Linked DNA regions of Zea mays: region 1 is linked to region 2. A link is a contact called in public Hi-C data. All regions are on one chromosome and are shown on one strand. The core of a region is the stretch at or near the end of the contact, and the rest is flanking DNA. Distances in the headings are between cores, read along the strand shown. Region 1 holds the start of LOC100191730 (IAA-amino acid hydrolase ILR1-like 6). Region 2 holds the start of LOC100274986.

Region 1 (3,068 bases), core at 64-2,563, 240 kb after region 2:
GTATCTATTTGACACAGGATTCCAGAGAAAAAGCATGAGTTGGATGCATTTATCAAGACAAATAATTATCAAGACAAATAAACGGTGTTGGCAAATTTATGGCAGGAAACACTAAGTATCAGAAAACTTGGCTTGCCTGTATATGTTTTACCGCCAGAAAGAAAGAACGCAGACGATTATGTTATTAACAATGAATCTCTTAAGGGTGTGTTCGTTTGTTTGTTCTGGAATTATAACCTAGAACCAATCTAACCAGAAATGTTTACCTAATTTGTATAAGCGTTGATCACGTGGAATCATTCCTAGCCTCAATCCTGAACAAACGAACGCACTCTAAAACTAGTTTGGAAACCTAAATTTTTTCATAGGATTTTCATTTTTCAGAAAAAAATTAGTTTATTTTATTTTGAAAAAAAATAAAAATTGCTTGAAAAAAAATCAAGTTTTCTAAACTACCCCTTAAAAACTATTTCGGGTTTGTTCGGTTCTACTTCAATCCATATGAATTGAGAGGGATTGAGAGAATTTTAATCTTTATTAAATTAAAAATCTTTCTGATTCATATTAATTCCCTCCAATCGATGTGCATCCAAAATAACCGAATAAACCCACCGTCGCGAGACATTCGTGGCCTCCACACCGCACCGCACTGTACTTGAGAATTGAGTATTCATCAGGCTTGAATGCTGAAAAGCCGTCAGTGCACGCCGAGCTGTGCTGCGCCTGCCTGCGCCACCGCCTACATCATCCGCTTGCCTCACCTAGTCACCTGTGACCCGAGCTTTCAAAAAAAAAAAAACACGTCACCTGCCTCCGTCATTCGCAGCAGTTGCAGGCTTACGGCCGCTCAGAGCAACAAATCCAGACCGTCCGTGGCCTGCTGCACCTGGCGCTGTGCTTTTCTTTTGCCGAGACGAACATTTCTTTTTGGATATTATTAGAAAAAAACGCTACCATGATTATTGATTAGTGTTACTGGATTAGTATCACTGGAATTCTGACAGCTCCCACAAGAAAAAAAAGGCCTGAGTTGAGCTGAGTACCAAGTACCCTACTACAAGATTACTACACGACAGCAGAATGCCACTGGATGAATGCTGACGGTTGGTCGCAACATGGGACGCTACACAAATCTATCAGGGAGGGGCGTCACAGGCGTTACCACTAGGCGTCGCCCACTGATGCGTCACTGTCAGCGCGGGCCCGTCCCGGCGCTAATAATGCCAGTAGGGTCGAGTGGTTTACAATGATTCCGCCACGAGCCGAATTGAATCGGAAAGGTGACACTGGCAGCCGCAGACAGGGAGAGCCCCCACCTAGACGACGCGCGGAAAAAAAATCAGCCACTGCCGTCGCCCGGCCTGGCCGCGCAATTTAATCCCCGCCATTCCTCCACCTCCCTCCATTTTGCCGCCGCTGCCGCTCCAGCACCAGCCTGCTCCGGCGCAGCACCTCAGCCCAGGCGCCCATCGCTTCGCCAGTCTCATACGGCCATGGACCGCGGCGGCCACGCGGCGCTGCTGCTGCTGCTGCTGGCGCTGGCGGTGATCCCCGTGACGGGCGCCGCCGGCGCGGCGTTCCTGGAGGAGGACGCGATCCTGGGCGCCGTGGAGCGCGCGATGATGCGCGGCGGCGGGGGGAAGGGCGCCGCGACCGCGAACGCGAGCGGGAGGCACCAGCACCGGCGCCAGCGCTACGGCGTGGGGGCGCCGTGGAGGGAGGAGATCGCGGGGCTGGCGGGGCGGCCCGAGCTGGCGGCGTGGCTGCGCTCGGTGCGGCGCCGGATCCACGAGCGCCCCGAGCTGGCGTACGAGGAGGTGGAGACCAGCCGCCTGGTCCGCGACGAGCTGGGCGCGCTGGGCGTCGGGTTCCGCCACCCCGTCGCGCGCACCGGCGTCGTCGCCACGCTCGGCACCGGCCGCCCGCCCGTCGTCGCGCTCCGGGCCGACATGGACGCGCTGCCCATCCAGGTACGTGCGCGTGCGTGCGTGCGTGTCAGCGTGTGCCGGCATGGACGTACGTACGTTCGTGATGCTCACCACCCCCATGCGCGTAGCAACCCTTCAACGAACTAGTATTCTCGATCTCTCTTCGTCTGATTCGAACCCGTTTTTCGAAATCTGAGACGGGCGAGAAGAAGAGACGTCATTCGGAGGCGCGGCAAAACAATTATTTCCTTGACGATTCAAATGGTCCCCCACGCGAGCCACGAAATCCCTGCACAATTCAGCTCATGCGGTTGCTATAACACACAGACACACCGGCCGCCCTCTGTGCGTTGGATGAGATGAGATGGCGCACACCATGGTTTTTGGTTTATTAATATGTTTGGTTTAAGGAAAAGGAAAGAGGTAGTCCGTCGTCTTTTTTACTCTCACTTTCTTGTTTGGTTTGTGAAATTAAATGTGTTGATCCATCGTTATTTCATTTCTCGTAGATTAATAATTATTAATAATACGAGGAATACATTCATTCCACCAATTTGCTTTTGAAATAAACTCATGATGTACCACCTTATCTATAATGGATTAGTTTTTTTTCAAGCCAAACACCTCCTAAATACTCCTATATTCAGAACAAACTTGCACTGTGCTAATGTACCACGATACTTAGGTTAGCAACGCACCATGATTACTTTTATTAAGTTGCATTCACCAACCAATTTAACCTAAAAAACTTAAGGTGATGGGAGCTGAATAATTCATTTATATTATATTTTAACAATCCTGCTCACGTCGAGTCTCTTTTAGATATTTGGCGTAGAATATAGGAGCGAACAATAATTATTATTTTTCTAGTATTTATACTATATTAAGTTGCATGCACCAACCAATTTAACTAAAGCTTAAACTAATAGGATGATATGGACAATTCACTTATATTATATTCTAGCAACTTTCTCGCCCATTTATGAAACGGAGTACTATTATTTGGTTTATTACTAAAAAGAAGAAAAGGGTGTGTAGGGATTTGCAGAGTACTCAGCAGGGCTGGGTGCTCCAACGTGCAACGCAAAACTGCTGGTCCTTTCGCTTCGGCTTGGGGTCGGGTAGTTGCGGGCGCCGCGT
Region 2 (3,359 bases), core at 155-2,654:
GGTGGTCGGTAGTACTCTGTTCTGTTCTAATCACTAACCGTCAGGCTGCGTAACGCTACCTGCACGGAGGCTGCACTGCTGCAGCCACCAACATGCTCTGCGCTGAGTTTCAAAGCGGTTTTTTCTTCGGACGGAACCAAAGTCTGAACCACAGCTGTGCTGAGTTTCAGAGCAGAGAGATCATTGCACAAAGACAGACAGGGCGCCAAAAAGGCACGGAGTCATTCGTCAAGCGACCACCGCACCACACATCTGTTCTGTTCGCCGGCGTGGGAAGGCGCCGTGCGTGCGTGCACGCCTTACGCCTTACACCTTGATAGAATAATAAAAAAAAACGGGCCGGAGGATCAGCCAGAGACAGCCGTGCCTCTTGGCTGGAAAGCGGAGCTCCTTTTCCCCGGCGCCCCGATGGGTGGTTTCGGTACGGCGGCGTGCGGCGCCACCGCCCCGCGCTACGCGTGGCCTGCCCCCAGCCGGCGAGCACGGGCTCCGGCTACCTTTGCCACAGTTCGTGGCTAACTGTGTCACACTTTAACTAAGATTAATCGTTCGAGTTAAAGAATTAATCTTAATAAGAAAAGTTAGATAAAATGTGGCGAGTTAGGTAGCGAACCAAACAGAGTCCGCGCGCGTGACTATGGACACTACCTAATTATATAGGGTACCGACAGCCGTGACGAATCTAGCCAACAACATTGTTGAAGTCAGCAAGACCAGATTTAATACATGATACAAATTTTCTTAAACTTTAACAATATTTTTCTAAAGAATTCATAAATTTTATCGGGTCAGCCAAACACCCCTAGTCCGGTCCCTGACCGACAGTTTCACTGCCGGCAAATTAGGGGTCTGTTTGGTTCAGCTTTTTTCTGACCAGCTTTTCTAAAAATCTGGCTGTGGAGAGAATCTGGATGTGGGGAGAATCTGAGTATCATTACGATTACGTGTGGAGGAAGATAAAGTTATTCATAAGGCTCAGGATCTAGAAAGTGACGGATTCCTACTGTTACAACGACTCAACCGATTATGTGTTTATGTTAATTTTTGATGGTTTTTGTCCCAATAAATTTTATAGAAGCTGCCTGAAAAGTTAAACGTTTGACAGTCCGTAACAGCTTTTGGTGGCCAGAAGCTGCCAGAATCCGAAACAAAGGCCCTAGATGAGATGAGGCATCAGCCGCATCTGATCTGAATTGTTGTATGCAGCGTATGATTGGATCACTGGACACGTTACTAGTGCATACTCCCTCCGTTTTTATATATTTGACGTTGGTATGCGCCCATGCCCCTGGGCTCTGGCCACATATGTACACAGGCGCAAGTAACGCAATATGAGATCATGCCGTGGTCTGGGAAGAAGCAGGAGCGGGGATGGGCATCTGCTGGTTCATCCGGCCTGCCTGCCCCTATATATATTATACAAACAAGTGCCGACGAGGTTGATGGGAGGATCTGTTGCCAGTCTTGGATGCATGCTACTGAACGTGAACATGTAAATATCTGTACGTCTGCAAAGGCAGCTGCAGCAGAGAGGGGAGGGGGGAAATTCCAATCTCAGCAAACAGTTCCTGCCAGTTTCAGATCCAGATGCCAAAGAACAAGGCCCCCCAAACCGGACGCTCTATTTTCTAGTTTCTACAGCATAGTACTGCCGAAACAACACGCATCACTGGAACTTCCTGATCGACGACCCAGGTTTGGGAGCCTCCAAGAACTTGCAACGGCCTGTGCCGCTCGGTTCCATCTCCTCGGTCTTCCGTTTCCGGCTTGGGCGGCGAGAAGAGAAGGCGCCGCGGGCAGCGGCTGCCGGGGTTGCGCTTATACGCGAGCGCGCCTGGCCGCCTGCTCAGGGGGTGAAACGGGCCGGTAAGAACGGGAAGTGTTAGCCCAGAAAAGGCCCATCTACCTGTGAACATGGATCGCGGTGAACGCCCGCGACGCCTTCCCCGGCCGCGGCGGCCTCCCCGCCCGCACAGCCACTGGCCGTGACGGAGCGGCCCCTCCCGTTCCTCATGGATTCGCGCGCGTTCTTCCTTTCTGGGCGAGGGCGACCACCGGAAGGCAGCAGCCGGCAACCGCGACTGTTGACATTTGCGTTAGAGGTTGGTGCTGTGCTTTTTTTTTTTTGCTAGGGCTTGCTGGTGTTAGGCGTTGTGCATTGTGAAAATTGTCGGGCTGTTAGGATTTTGTAATCTGGGGAAGTGTGCATTGCTTATGGTCTTGCTTCCACCATTGTGCTGCTGTGGTTGCTCTAGGACTGCTGGAAACCATGTAGGCTTACGCATCATATTGTTGTGGACGGAGGAGGGAACCAAAACTGGAATCAAACAATACCGACTATGCTTTAAGTTAGATTACGAACACCGCTGATTCATAAATTGCCCCCTCTCAGAGCAATAACAGTAAGCTAAAATTCTGAAGAATGGTATATCTTGTCCCCCTTCACAGATTATTTTTTTTTTAAAAAACAGCGAAGTCCATCTTTCTTCCTCAATTATGCTATCTATACAACAATCTTTTAAATACGTGCATCTGTACACCTAGTTCTAGAAATGTTTGTGAATTAATTGATAGCTGAATATGCCTTCAAAGTGCTTTCACTGTTCCTGCAATTGAACTTGAGTGCTATAGGTTTCAGATAAGAAGAGGGAAGCTCATAGCTGTGAGCCTTTTCTTTCCAAAGATTTACATACACACCTGTACAACTTCGCTAGGGTACAAACGAACGCATACTTAACAAGAGCCCCATGCTCTTTTTTTGCACTTTTCATGTTCAATTGTTTGAACTAGGAGGTGCAATATTTCCACGGAAGGAATAAGTAAAATTGTATAAGGGAGGGCCTCATGACAGCGAGTGAGCGAGGCTTTTCTTTCAGAAATGTACACTACTGTGCTCTTTGTTAGAAACTCTTCCTTCTACTGAAGTTACACCTAGTCGGGTGGAGTACAATATCACCACCTACAATATGTTCTCCTTTAACTACAGCTGCACTTGCACCTGCTGGGGCTCAACTATGGTTTCCAGGCAGTACACCACCTCTTGGATGGTTGGCCTCAATCCAGGATTGTGGTTGATGCACTTATAGGCTACTTCAAGCACATTCAGCATTTGCTCGTCATGTCCTCTTCCTCTGAGAGCTGGATCCAAGACCTCAATATCCTTCCCTTGGGACCTCATCTCTCTTACCCATTGGACAAGTTCTTTCGACTTGGTCAAAACCTGGACAGGCCTCTTCCCTGTGAGCAGCTCAAGCAAGACCACTCCAAAACTATATATATCACCTCTCAGGGTGGCCACCCAGGCTTGTCCATACTCGGGAGGAATGTAACCAAGAGTGCCTACCAGCTCTGTCGTGACA

What was found. Hi-C and Micro-C count contacts between places; a contact is called where the count stands out from the background.
Region 1: a contact with region 2 is called in a Hi-C map of tassel, with 3 times the contacts expected there. The contact joins the promoter of LOC100191730 here to the promoter of LOC100274986 in region 2. A contact is called at or near these places in 10 of 25 Hi-C or Micro-C datasets (bundle sheath, ear, endosperm and 3 more).

The regions. Positions count from the first base shown.
Region 1 is chr5:53,366,849-53,369,916 of Zm-B73-REFERENCE-NAM-5.0, forward strand. LOC100191730 (IAA-amino acid hydrolase ILR1-like 6) reads left to right here and starts at 1,314. Exons shown (of 3, transcript NM_001399189.1): 1 at 1,314-1,970. The coding sequence starts at 1,494.
Region 2 is chr5:53,130,280-53,133,638 of Zm-B73-REFERENCE-NAM-5.0, forward strand. LOC100274986 reads left to right here and starts at 1,405. Exons shown (of 4, transcript NM_001149214.2): 1 at 1,405-2,102. The coding sequence starts at 2,013.